Regions from separate parts of the Mus musculus genome. Here regions 1 and 3 are each linked to region 2. Evidence: chromatin contacts called from public HiChIP or PLAC-seq and promoter capture Hi-C data. All regions are on one chromosome and are shown on one strand. The core of a region is the stretch at or near the end of the contact, and the rest is flanking DNA. Distances in the headings are between cores, read along the strand shown. Region 1 holds the start of Cass4 (Cas scaffolding protein family member 4). Region 2 holds the start of Pmepa1 (prostate transmembrane protein, androgen induced 1). Region 3 holds the start of Fam209 (family with sequence similarity 209).

Evidence for each region. Promoter capture Hi-C pulls out the DNA fragments that hold promoters and counts their contacts. HiChIP or PLAC-seq counts read pairs in DNA pulled down with a chosen protein or histone mark.
Region 1: a contact with region 2 is called in an H3K27ac HiChIP or PLAC-seq map of microglia, with 6 times the contacts expected there. The contact joins the promoter of Cass4 here to the promoter of Pmepa1 in region 2. A contact is called at or near these places in 1 of 39 promoter capture datasets (pre-B cells) and 1 of 115 datasets of contacts at active chromatin or transcription factors (microglia).
Region 3: a promoter capture Hi-C map of pre-B cells shows a contact between it and region 2. The contact joins the promoter of Fam209 here to the promoter of Pmepa1 in region 2. A contact is called at or near these places in 2 of 39 promoter capture datasets (hippocampal neurons and pre-B cells).

Annotation. Positions count from the first base shown.
Region 1 is chr2:172,391,914-172,396,101 of GRCm38.p6, reverse strand. Cass4 (Cas scaffolding protein family member 4) reads right to left here and starts at 2,458. Exons shown (of 7, transcript NM_001080820.3): 1 at 2,097-2,458. The coding sequence starts at 2,132.
Region 2 is chr2:173,274,476-173,278,844 of GRCm38.p6, reverse strand. Pmepa1 (prostate transmembrane protein, androgen induced 1) reads left to right here and starts at 2,312. Exons shown (of 4, transcript NM_022995.3): 1 at 2,312-2,757. The coding sequence starts at 2,661.
Region 3 is chr2:172,469,591-172,473,821 of GRCm38.p6, reverse strand. Fam209 (family with sequence similarity 209) reads right to left here and starts at 1,268. Exons shown (of 2, transcript NM_029608.1): 1 at 981-1,268. The coding sequence starts at 1,229. Rtf2 (replication termination factor 2) reads right to left here. Exons shown (of 9, transcript NM_025542.2): 9 at 3,923-4,231.

The DNA.
Region 1 (4,188 bases), core at 1,209-3,708, 880 kb after region 2:
TTCACTGACCCCATGGCTATGGTGAGACCACAGTGGGGGGCGGGGGGGGGGTAGCCAGATGTCTTCTTCTTGCTCTGCTTAGGCAGGGCCGCTGATTGCCCATGGGGGTCGGGGGGGTTTCTTCATATGCAAGATGAGGCTGAGAAGACCTGTCTCATGGGAAGGCTGCAAACGGAGTCCACACACTAAGGGAGTGAGGACTAGTTGGGTGCTCCATGGAGCACCTGGTGCACACGCAGTGAGTGACGGTTAGTTATTGGGCCTTGCACCAAACAGACAAGCGGGCTGTGCATCATTGCCCGGACAATACATATGCGCTTACAGATTATACTATGACATATAAAACGTGCAGAAATGAGTGGTGCCAAGTTTCAGATCTTAAAAGCATCTCAGCAGAAACAAAACAAACAGAGCCGACAAAGTTGTGAGAGACAAATAGGAAATGGGTTATTCCAGATTAAGGACAAGACCTGGCAAAGAGTGTGACCTTGAGATGAAGCCTTGAACTGGACAAACAGACCCAAGGGTGTTTTTGGAGACTGTTCTGACGTTCAAATGGGCTCATAATACCTATGTGAAGGTAAGGATACAGGTCAAACGCACAGGAATGAAGCATGTCCTGCTGTTGTTGATGGCCCTGGCTGAGGATGCCTTGAATTCCCCATCATCTTGGGTTACAGGCCTGTGTAGCCCATGCTGGGGACAAAACCCGGGCTTTTGTGCCTGTGAGACAAGTGCTCTGCCAACGGAACAACATCCCCAGCCCAGGAGGGAGGAGTGCAGGGCTGGCTATTTATTTTCACGAAGCTGAACAGCAACAGTGAGCAGAGCTGTAGCATCAGTCGATGTACAGACAGAGGCCGTATGCCGGAGAGACAGACTGCCGGAGAGACAGACTGCCCGGAACTGCGGGGATGCCTTTGGATGAAAGATTTAGTGGGGCTGGCTCAACTACTCACTTCCCCAGCGCTTTGTGGGGCAAGATTCTCAACTCAGATATTTACAAGTCATCTAAACAAGGAGTCGCCACAGACCCCAGCCCTGGATCCCACGCCCAACACTTGTTACTATCACAATGACAAGCAACATTTAATTCCGGCAAGCAGCCTCCCATTTAGCAACTGTTTCATGGCTCTTTTGTATCTACCATTCTATCACATTTTGAAAGAATAGGAGGGGACAGAAAAGCAACGACTGTGAGCTTCACTTTCCTTGTGATCTCTCCTCCTTCTCCCCAAGCCCCCGCATACAGTATGGGTGTGTGAAACCCAAAAGTTGATGTCACAATGTCCTTCTCCATCACCCACCCACTTTATTTGTGTGTGTGTGTGTGTGTGTGTGTGTGTGTGTGTGTGTGTGTGTGTGTGGAGTTGGAGTTGCTTGTCTTAGGGATGCTGGCCAGAGAACTACAGGGACCTTGCTGTCACCTCCTTGCCGTCTCTGGGGTTACAGGTACACGCTTTCATGCCTGTTTTTTTTGTTTGTTTTTGTTTTTTGTTTTTTGTTTTTTTATGTGGGTACTGGGTACTGAATTCAGGTCCTTATGCCTGTATTGCAAGTACCATCGTCACATCTCAGGCTCCAGTGCCCTTCTTGGGTTAGCAGTGTGCCATGCTATACATATGCTATAGGACCGTCTCTTGGTTCCTGGCCCAGACTTGCAGTTTGTACCAGAGTTCCAGTCCCCAGCGCCCAAAGGAACACGAAGGCAGTTCATGGGTGTCCTTATTGGAGTTAGCAAGAGTAGAGCCAAGGTCTAAGCTCTCTCTATTCAAGAGAAGTGAGTGCCCCAAGCCAGTCAGAATCCTTGAGAGCCACACTAAGCACCTTCAGGATGCAGAGAAAGAGAGAATGTTTAAGAAGTTTGCTGAGTGGTGAAGAGACACACAGTGGGGGCTTGGGCTGTCTGCCTCCTGCCGATTTCACCCCATCATTTCCAGTCATCTTGAAACCAACAACTGGTAAAGAGCAAAGCTTTCTCATTCCAAACCTGCCTGCCACTAATAACCTACCCTTCGTGTTCATTAGAGACCCAAAGATAAAAACAGTTGAGTCAACTGTTGCTCTCATGCACTCAGCCCCAATCAGTCACTCACCTTGGGCGCACCCTCTCTGATGCTGGTGCCTCTCATGGCTGTGATGTGAGCAGGGTCCTCGGAGTTCTGCCGCTGATATATCTGGTTCCAGGGACCAATGATGCAATATCACTGCATGCTGCTGGCTGGTTCCCAGGAGCTGGATTCTATGGAACTGTTTGCCAACACATGGAAACAGTCGAGATGATTCTTTCAAGTAAAGAGAGTCAAATGAAAGGAACGGGGGAGGCGGGGCCAGAGCTTCAGGCCACACCCACGCCTCCATGCCTGCTGTCCCACTTCATGGTAAGTGGAGGCTGACACTCCTTTGCTGTGTGAAACCACAAAAGAAGAAGAAGGAGAAAAAAAAAAAAAAAAAAAAACCCACCCTTCTGCTTTACAAGGTGAAGTTCCTACTTTGAGCAGCCCAGCGTAGGATCACACCGCATTCTTGTCCCTTGAAGACTAATGGAACAATTCCCACCCAGCGAGGCAACACATTTCCATGATGAAGCAAAGCTGCTGGACTTCCGCTGAGGGTCAGCATGTCTTCCTTCCTGTCCCCTGCGGTGTGACAGCTGGGGTAACAGGAGTAAACTGCCCTGCTCTGAACCCCACGTTTTCTACACCTTCACTCCAATTCTCCGTGGTTATATTTTAGCGGGCGCTGCTGAGAGCACCAGATACTGCCCCACACTTGGCTCTTTGTGTCAAGCGAGTGCTCTGAACTCATGAAGTGGAGTCCTCACGACTTCCCAAGTTTAAAGTTTCCCTCAACTCAGACCCAATATCCAGAGAGGAGCCACGGAGTACAAAAAAAAAAAAACCAAAAAACAAACAAAACCAAAACCAAAAACAAACAAACAAACAAACAACCCCAAAAAAACCAAACAAACAAATAAGAAAACAAAACAAAAACCCAAAACTAGCTTAGGCTTCATTTCATTTCAGCATAAGGGTCCCCTCTTCTAAGCAGCTCCTCCCAGCTCCCCTGGGATTCGATCTGTAGACCAGGCTGGCCTTAAACTCACCAAGACCCACCTATTTTTGCCTCCCAGGTGTGAGATTTAAAAAGCATGCCATAGCCAGACCACGGTGGCACTCTCCTTTGATACCAGCACTCCCAGAAAGCAGAGGCTGGCTAATCTCAGTGAGTTTAATGATAGCCTGACTTACAAAGTAAGTTTGGGGCCAGCCCCGAACTCAAAGTGGAAAAAAAAAGTAAATTTAAAAAAATTGAACCAGTGAGATGGTTCAGTGGGTGAAGCTGTCAGCTGCTAAGCTGAAAACTTGTTGGAGTTATTGGAATTACACGGTGGGAGAAGAGGACTCCTGCAAGCTGTCTTTCTGACCTCTGCATGCATACTGCCACTCGTGTGCATACTTCCCTCCCCAGATAAAATAAATGCAATCAAAACAAGCAAACAGATAGAATGCTGTCTCTATTTTAAATGGTCTTTAAGGAACCAGTGATCAGCAATCTGCAGGCGACAGTAGCGAAAGGGGGTGACAATGACTAGACAGGATGAACAGGCTCTAGACAAATGTAGAACCGGGCATGCTCCCACCCCCACATCTACAGTGCTGAGACAGGAGAACAGCTGCGACTTTAAGGCTGTTCTGGGCCACCTCAGAGTTCTAGGCCAGTCTGGACTACGGTGTGAATCTGTCTTAGCAAATAGAAGTAGCTGTCAGCCACATGCTCCCTGCCAAAGTCCACAGGGAAGAAGTAGTAATTTCCAGAAGGCTTTTCACAAGAGAGACACATTCTGAAAAGGGTGGGGTGCGTCAGATCAGAGGCAGTGCGAGCTCCATTTTAGGAAACGCTGTAGCTGCAGAGAGGAGTTGTGAATCATAAGAGCTTCAGCCCACTGCTCTGCACAGGGACAGATCAGAAGGCGTGCTCTCGCTCACCGAGCCAGGCATCCCTGGTAGCAGGCCACTCTCCATCAGTCATCCAGTTTTTAAAAAAACGTGTGTGGTGTTTTGCCCATATGTCTGTAAATGTGCAGGCAATGTCCACAGATGCCTGACGAAGGCGTCAGAGTCTCTGGAACTGCAGTTACAGACGGTGTTGAGCATCTTTTCAGCTGCTATGCCACTGACCTTAAGT
Region 2 (4,369 bases), core at 1,063-3,562:
CTGGGAGAATTTTGAAATGTTAGGCAGGCAGCTCAGACTCTTGCCTCGAGTTTGACACACACACATACATGCGCATGCACACATGTTAAAAACTAAATTAAAAGCTTCCTCGTTTCCAATATAGCCAACGGTCAAGACGTTTCCCATGGATGGACAAGCCAGATCTCCTGTAAGGCCTCTGAAGGACGAGAGCTGCGCCACTGAATTCCTTTGCTAAGGTCCCAGACTCTCACAGTTTGTTGATAGAATAGCAGAACGGATTGCTGGAAGAAGACTGTAGCCATAGCAATCTCTATTGGCCCCATGGGGGTGGGGGGGGGATGGTTTTAAAATATTTTTCCATAAAGGGTAACCTGCTAGGGGCCAGTATTCCACAACACCCCCTACCCCCAACCAAAATCACACACACACACCTACCTTGTAGGAACTTTTATGCAAAGGAATTCAAACCTTTAAATTCCTCCAACTTACAAAATGTTTTTGTAAATCTCCCCCACCTTTTGATTTTGCAAAGCATCCCGCCAACCCCTTCCCAGAACTGAACAGTCCTGATGCAGCTGAGCCTTCCTTTCCTTTGCCAAGATCCATTTAAAACTAGCCAATCTTGAAAGACTGTGAGGCTGGGGCCCCGCACTCGTGGGGAAGAGACACAGTTGCCACCTGCGTTAGAACAAGAACAAATGAATCCCCTGCCCTGTCCTGGCTTTAAGACTGAGCTTATAGCTGGAGCAATGGCTCAACCCTTAACAGTACTTTACTGTTCTTCCAGAGGACCTGGGTTCAGTTTCCAGCACCCTCACGGTGGCTCACAACCATCTGTAACTCCAGTTCCCAGAGGATCGATCAATGGCCTTCTGGCCTTTGACATAAAGGACACACACGTCGCATAGACACGCACAGGCAAAGCATTCATACATATATAAAAAAATAAATATTAAAAACAAAAAGCAAGATTGAGCTGCTATTTCAAACAAATGGACTAAGCACCTTGGAACCTCCCTCTGGGAGGACACTGGGCTCCGCGGTGGCTCCTCCAGGAAGGTCACGGAAGGTTAGGCAGAGGAACCCACTTCCTGGGCTGCTCTGAAAACTATTCTCTCAGCTTCACCTATTCACCAGTCTATTAAAAATAAATAACAAAAACCTGTGAAAGCTTTCCCCTTCTTTAATGACAAGGGACACAGCCCCTTAAAGTCCTTGGATCCCTCGTGGGCAGGGACAGGTACTCCATCAGGCTGTGCAGAACTTAGGCTCCGTCTTCCTGAGCCTTCACCGCTGTGCTTAGCTGAACCGAACACTTTCTCTGGCTGTAAAATGAAGCCAAATAATAATTTGTCTCCCCAAGTTGCTATGGGAGACATTACTATCTGGTGTGCTTCTGGCACACAGTAGGCACGCCAGGCGACTGAAAGTTTAGGAATGGGTCAAGGAGGCGTACTTCATATTTGAGGCTGGCTTTGCGCTAGGGATGGGAGGCCTCTTATGTAACAGTTTAATATCTTTGAAGCCAGAGCACGGGTTCCCATAGCTCTCCAGTAATTAATTAAAACTTAATGAACAAAAAGCACCCTCCCTTGACCCCCTTTTACACTCTGAGCCACACAACCCAGTCGGTGGCCCTTGGGGCGGCAGATAGAGGGTGAGGGTGTGTAACTGCTTGGGTGTCCCATAATAGTAACACACACACACACACACACACACACACACACTCTCACCCCCAGTCCCGGGCACTAATTTACAAGGCAAGGACCAGGGGGCGCTTCTCGGGGCGTGTCTACAGAAATTCCAGTCTATCCAAAAGGCCCAGTTAAAGAGCCGCGCGGGGTTGGGGGTTGCGGAGGGGCTCAGACTAATTCTCAGTCTCCTGAGAAATACAGCTATGGATGGGTCTTTACTCCAGACCCTCCATGCTCTGATCTCCATGCATTAAACTCTTCCAAGGCGCCCCAGAAACCTTATAGTCTTCGGGTGCCCCCAAAAGCCTGGGTGGAGGGCCCCAGGGGCAGGAGTTGGAGAGGAGAACACCTTAACTTTTCGTCTTGATTCTTGTTCTGTGTTGTGACCGCCGCAGGCACGGGGGCTCCCGCGGACCGGGCCTGCGGAGTCTCGAGGGCGCTGGGTCTACGCAGCGCCGGCGACCGGTCTACATGGACGCTAGGCTCGGGCCCTTTAAGAGCCCGCCCCGCGAGCGACGGGCCCGCCCCCCGGGCCGAGGAGGGTGCGGGGGCCGTCGGCGGGGATTGGCGCAGCGCGCGCCCCCTCCGCGGCCCCCGCGCGGTGGGAACCGGCAGCCCCGTCTAGCGCTGACGTCAGACCGTCTGCCTGCCTCCGACCGCGGGCGCGCGGCGCAACCCGATCTCCTTGGACTTGAATGAGGAGCGGGCGGCGGCGCTCAGCTGCGGATCGGCCGGCGCGCAGGCTGAGCCCGGCGGCCCCGTGCCCCGGCCGCCCGCCCGTGCCCCGCACGCCGCCCGCGGCCACGGCCCGCCGCCCCGGGGCTCCCGCTCGGCGGCCGGGGGACCCAGCTCGCCTCGGGGACCTCGGCGGCGCCCCGAGCCCGCGCCGCGCTGCTCGCTGTATGCGGGGCCCGAGCCCCGCGCGCCGGCCGGAGCCGCCCCCGCGCCCCGCGCCTCGCGCCCCGCGCCGCCCGTGACCGCTTGATGGGGGTCAACGGCACCGCCGCCGCCGCCGCCGGGCAGCCCAATGTCTCCTGCGCGTGCAACTGCCAGCGCTCTTTGTTCCCCAGCATGGAGATCAGTGAGTGTGCCCTGTTCCCCCCGGGACAGCCCCGTGGGATCCCCGGCCCGGGACATCGGGATCGCGTGGGGACTCGGGGGCCGCGCGCCTGCCTCGCCCAGGCTCCCCGGTTGCGCTCGCCGCGCCCGGGGCGCGCCCTCCCGGAGGCTCGCGGCAGCTGGCGGCCGGCCCGGCTTTGTCCCGCGGCGCTGCGAGCCTGGCACGGTCCCCGCCGCGCGCGCCCCGCCCGGCCCGACTCGGACCCGGGGCTCGGCGGGGACGTCGCGCCTCTTGGGAGGGCCAGGGGAGCCGGGTCGGGGAAGTTTCCATTCCGTTTTCCCTAGGGGCCGCGGCGATGGAGCAATTAGGCTCTTTATCAACTTTGGGCGGGGGAGCGGGCGGGGGAGACACTGTCTGGCCCGGGAGGTGTCTGGGGCTCCTGGCGTGTGTCTGGAGTGGCCATGGCGATGCGTCCCGGGTTTCCGTGCGTATGTAGAGTGCGCTAGTCTGTCTGTCTGAGTCTCCGCGCGTCTTTTGGTGTCTGTGGTTCAGAGTCGCGGTCTGTGCCGGCCGAGTGCGTGTCCGAGTGTTCCTGCATCTCAGTGTGACTGATTTGCTGTGTGCTCGTGGCGGGGGTTGGGGATATGATCTGGATCCAGCCAGATTTAAGGACCGTTTGTGTTCAGGTGTCTGAATCCAGGGCTCAGCGCTGGCGCGTCTAGCCCACCGCGGATCCCCAGTGTGTGTCATTGTGAATGTCTGTCCCGGACTCCTATAAATAGCCTCTGTCTGGACTGCTTGGCTCACTCTGGCTGGGACGGTGGTTACAAATGAGTCAAAGTTTTGGGGCTGTTTGTGTTGAGACCTCCTTGGAGGTGGTAGACTCAGGGTGGTGAGTGCCCCGTTTGAACCCCATCCTGCACCTCCAGAAGTTGAGATCAGCGAACATCTACTTCCTTGTGTGGCCCACCCAGGTGGCTGTTGGGTTGGGTGGAGAATTGAAACCTCATTCCCTACCATCTGCCTCTAATCTGCGCTCCTCCCCTAACCCACATTTTTGGGGAGGAGGGGGTACCTTTTGCCTTTCTGTTTAGTTTCTCTATCTTACCCCAAAGCACTTAGGGCAAAAGGGTACACAGCCTCCCCCTAACCCAGACAGCGGTCCTCTGTGGAGCCCAGGGGCAACTGCCACAGACCTGGGCAGTCGCTAGGTGACTCATAAGCTGCTTTCTGCAGGCAGCTGCCACAGTTTGCACCCCCGCCCCAGCACCCCGCATGTACAGTAAAGCATCAAGGGTAAAAAATAGCCCACGACCGGGCCCCACCTGAGCAGAGGAAGTAGGTTTGGGTGGTGGGGCCCTTGTGCCGAATTTGACTCACTGTCTCCCAGTCTGGAATTGAAATTGAAAGCCTTGGCGTCACTGAATCCCACTTCTCCCCAGCTGCCTTGCTGCCTGCCCCAAGACAGGAGATGTCAAGAAAACCTGCCAGGAGCCAGTGCCATCAGTCTGTGATCTTTCCTTGGCACCAAACCCTAAGGCTTCCCAGGAGCCCCTGTGCGACGATCAGAGAGGTTCAGGGAATTTACCATCTAGAGGATGTTAGTTTTCTGCACGTGTCTGGGGAGAGGCTG
Region 3 (4,231 bases), core at 19-2,518, 800 kb after region 2:
AAATTGGCCCGCGACTTGATTTCGTAAATAAAGTTTTATTGGCACACAGCCAAGCTCTGTTACTAGCTGGGCCTGTTCTCAGGCTCAAATGACAGAAAGGGAGGAAGGAGCTGCCACAGAGACTCTATGGCCTGTAGAGCTGAAAATGACTCCCACTTGAGCCTTTACAGGCAGCTTGGCCGCCTTTGCTCTAGCCAGAATATGTGTGTGGAGGTTGATAGATAGTGGTTGTCTTCCTCACCACTTCACCATATTTCCCGAGGCAAGCAAGGTCTCTCACTGAAGCTGGGACTCCAGAATTCTGCTAGACTGGCTGTCTAACAAGGTCCTCCTAAGCCTCCCTCCCCAGCTCTCCAGGGACAGGGGTATGCCAGCTCTCCAGGGACAGGGGCGCCACCAGGCCTGACTTTGATCTGGGTGCTATGGATAGAACTTAAGTCCCCAAGGCTGCATTTTTCTAACTGAGGCATCTCCCAGACCCTGGCCACAGTGTCTTGAAATGCTGGGTTTATCTTAGACTGAACCTCTGTCCCTCCAATCCCCGAAGAGCTCCAAGCCACTGTGGGGGACACCCGTAGTGACTCTTGAGTAGAGGCCTCAAACTTTACTCGAGATGAAACTTCCTTTGGCTCAGACATTTTCAGTGAGTCAAAAGCAAGGGAAATAAGAGCTCACCTCGCCTGGAGTGTGTGAGCCTGGCCCTGTGAGCAGGTCTGACACCACAGAACACACCGTGAGCTCCAGAGTCTACTCTCAAGTCGGGGAAAATAATCAAAGCTTACTTCACAGGAAAACCATGAGCTGTTTAGGAACCCATCTCAAACCATCTCATCCTCAGAGGAAGCAACTTCACCTAGCTATCATCATAGGGCTTTCTGGCCAAAGTTCAAGGTCAGACACTAGTGGTCCTACTTGTAGGAACCTAACCTGGGTTTCTGAGAGCGAATGAATGGTTGTGGTGTGACCAAGGACATCCTTACCTTATTCTCGCCATCTCCTCGAAACTTCAGCATCACATATATCATAATGGCAACAAAAAGCCAGAGCCATTTGTTCCCAAGCCAGCCTTGGGCATTCTCTGGAAGATTCTGTCTAATCCGGAAGTGTCCGCCGCAAGGCACCTTCCCTGGGCTTTCCTTGGTTTTCTCCCTCATCGAAGAAAACATGAAGGCACAGGCACAAGAGACGCACAGAGACAAGAACAGGCACCATCTCAGCAGCGTCCGCATGGTGAGCAGAGCTGGCCCAGGGAGCTACACATGGTGGGGCTGCCTGCCGTGGTGCCAGAGACACTGATGGGCTAGTGTTGGGGGCTCGTGATGTCACAGAGGGCCCTGAGCCAACAGCTCCAGTCATTGTGATGCCTTTAGCTTAAGAAGCCTGAGGCTCACTCACCGTGAGTAGCCTGCCTGGTAGGACTTCCAGGGACGAGAAGAGAGGATGCTGTTTCCTTGCTGGAATGCTCTGAGCTTGGCACCCTCTAAGGAGAGGCCATCGTCTGTTTCTGGTTTCACTTATTTGATCCAGACAGTGGTAAGATACAGGTACAAGGTGTCCCAACAGGGGTAGATCGAGAAACAAGGTTACCAGCCACAGGCCACTCACTGGGGCTCATGGATTTCTTTCCTTTGGCCTACACTACCATCTAAGGGTTGTGGGGACTGTCACCCAAGGAGCCGGGAAGATGGCTCAGTAGATAGTGTCTGAATGCAAGCATAGGGGCCTGAATTTAGTCCCCAGCACATGCATTAAAAAGCTAGTTGTGGTGGGCACTTGTAGTCACAGAGCTGGGGAGGCCGGGACAGCCTGAACGTGCACTTGCTGGCTACCCAGCCCAAGTACTTGTTGGGTTCTGGGCCAGTGAGACCATCTCAAAACACAAGATGCACAGTGTCTCAGGAATAATACTGAAGGTTGACTTCTGGTCTCCACATGCTCACATATGCACCTGTGCACACACAACATACACACCTACCACACAACACACACACACACGCACTACTCATGCAGCATTAAGGCCCACGCTTGTCCCTCGTAGCTCACTGCAGGGATCTTGAGAAATGACCTGAGAAATGACTTTCTGCTAACACTCACACTGCCTCCAAATGTGTTACACTCTGAGCTTAGCGTGGCTTCTACAGACTCCTGTGTCCAGGGGCCAGTGGGCAGCAGGGCGTTCCCCTAGGGCAGAGCATCGGTTTCTGTGGGCCTCCTACCAGATGCTGGCACAGGCCTCCTGCTGGATCAGAAACGAGCCCTGACATCTAGACAGCTACAGACGCTCACTAGAGAAGCAGGCGGCCCTGGTGCTTCTGGCTGTGGCCAGGGGTGCAGTGCAGTCTGTTTGGAGGGTCATCCTTGGCAGGCCCTGAGCAAGATCGTGAAAATTCCCATGGTGAAGGTATTGCTGGGCTAGGTATCCATGTCTGTAGGTACTGCTTTTGAAGTCAGATCTGGCATTCGGTAGCCATCCGCTGAGCCATCTCGCCAGCCTGATATCGAAGTTTTAAGGTTGAGAAATGTGAAAGTATTCTTTTTTTTTTTTTTTTTTTTTAAATCATCAAGGGGCTGGAGATGGCTCAGAGGTTAAGAGCACTGAATGTTCTTCCAGAGGTCCTGAGTTCGATTCCCAGCAAGCACATGGTGGCTTACAACCATCTGAAATGGGACCCGATGCCCTCTTCTGGTGTGTCTCAAGACAGCTACAGTGTACTCATATAAGTAAGTGCTAGGCGGTGGTGGCGCACACCTTTAATCCCAGCACTCGGGAGGCAGAGGCAGGTGGATCTCTGAGTTTGAGGCCAGCCTGGTCTACAAAGTGAGTTCTAGGACAGCCAGGGCTATACAGAGAAACCCTGTCTCAAAAAAACCAAAAAAAAAAAAAGAAAGAGAAGAAAAATAAATAAATCTTTAAAAAAATTAAACATTTAAAGGTTGTAATTAATAAAATATGGCTTACAAGGGCTAAGTTTGGGCTGGTGAGATGGCTCAGCGGGTAAGAGCACCCGACTGCTCTTCCGAAGGTCAGGAGTTCAAATCCCAGCAACCACATGGTGGCTCACAACCATCCGTAACGAGATCTGACTCCCTCTTCTGGAGTGTCTGAAGACAGCTACAGTGTACTTACATATAATAAATAAATAAATAAAAAAAAAAAAAAAAAAAAAAAAAACAAGGGCTAAGTTTTCTTTGTAAAAATAGGATAAGAGAAATGGTGGTGTGCTAATTCAATGACAGAGTAGCTTTGAGTTTTACACTGTTTTCATCCTCAATAAAGTTCTCTTTTGATTAAAAGAAAACTACCAAAATAAAGTAACCGTTATGAGAATTTAACAACATCAAAAAATACCTCTAAAGTAGTTTTCACTGTATTGAAAATAGCTCAGAGAAATAAAAGAGTTAATTAGCTTTGTTTTGGAAAATAAAAATTCTTTTTTTTTTAAAGACAGGGTCTATCGTATCCCAGGCTTGCCTAACACTTCTATGTAGCCAAGGATGGCTTTGAAGTTCTTTTTTTAAAAATCGGATTTATTTTATGTATATGGGTACACTGTCACTGTCTTCAGACACACCAGGAGAAGGTGCCCATTATAGATGGCTGTGAGGCACCACGTGGTTGCTGGGAATCAAACTCAGGACCTCTGAAGAACCACTGAGCCAACTCTCCAGCACGGGCCTTGAACTTCTGATCCATCTGCCTCCATCTCCCAAATGCTGGAGCGACGGGTGCCTGTCACATCTGGCTTATGTAATGTCGTGGAAGAACCCAGGGCTCTGTGCATGCTAGGTAGGCACAAGTGCCTACCCTCAGCTCTAATTCTAGCCTCTGGGAGGTTAGACAGGAAGATCTTGAGTTTGAGGCCAGCCATGCATATAGTGAGGCCATGTTTCAAAAGCAAAACCAACCCCCCCAAATATTTCTACAACCTTTATTTCAATTTTCTAAGTACAAAGGTCATGCGCCCAGGGTCCCTTGGACCATGCTCACTCCCACCCTGCTGCACACTCCTACCATGCTCCCAGCACTGTCCCAGAATAAATGCAAGTGTATTTGAGGCCAAGCCTCATCGCCTGCAAGCAGCAAACCAGAGGGCAGCAGGAACAGGGGCTTTTCTGGGGTTGTTTCCTGAGGTGAGGGTTTGCTATTTAACCTTGCCAGCTCTGACATCTCGGCGATCCTCCTGCCTCAGTCTTCTGACTGCTTGGATTAGACATGCCACCATGTTTGGTT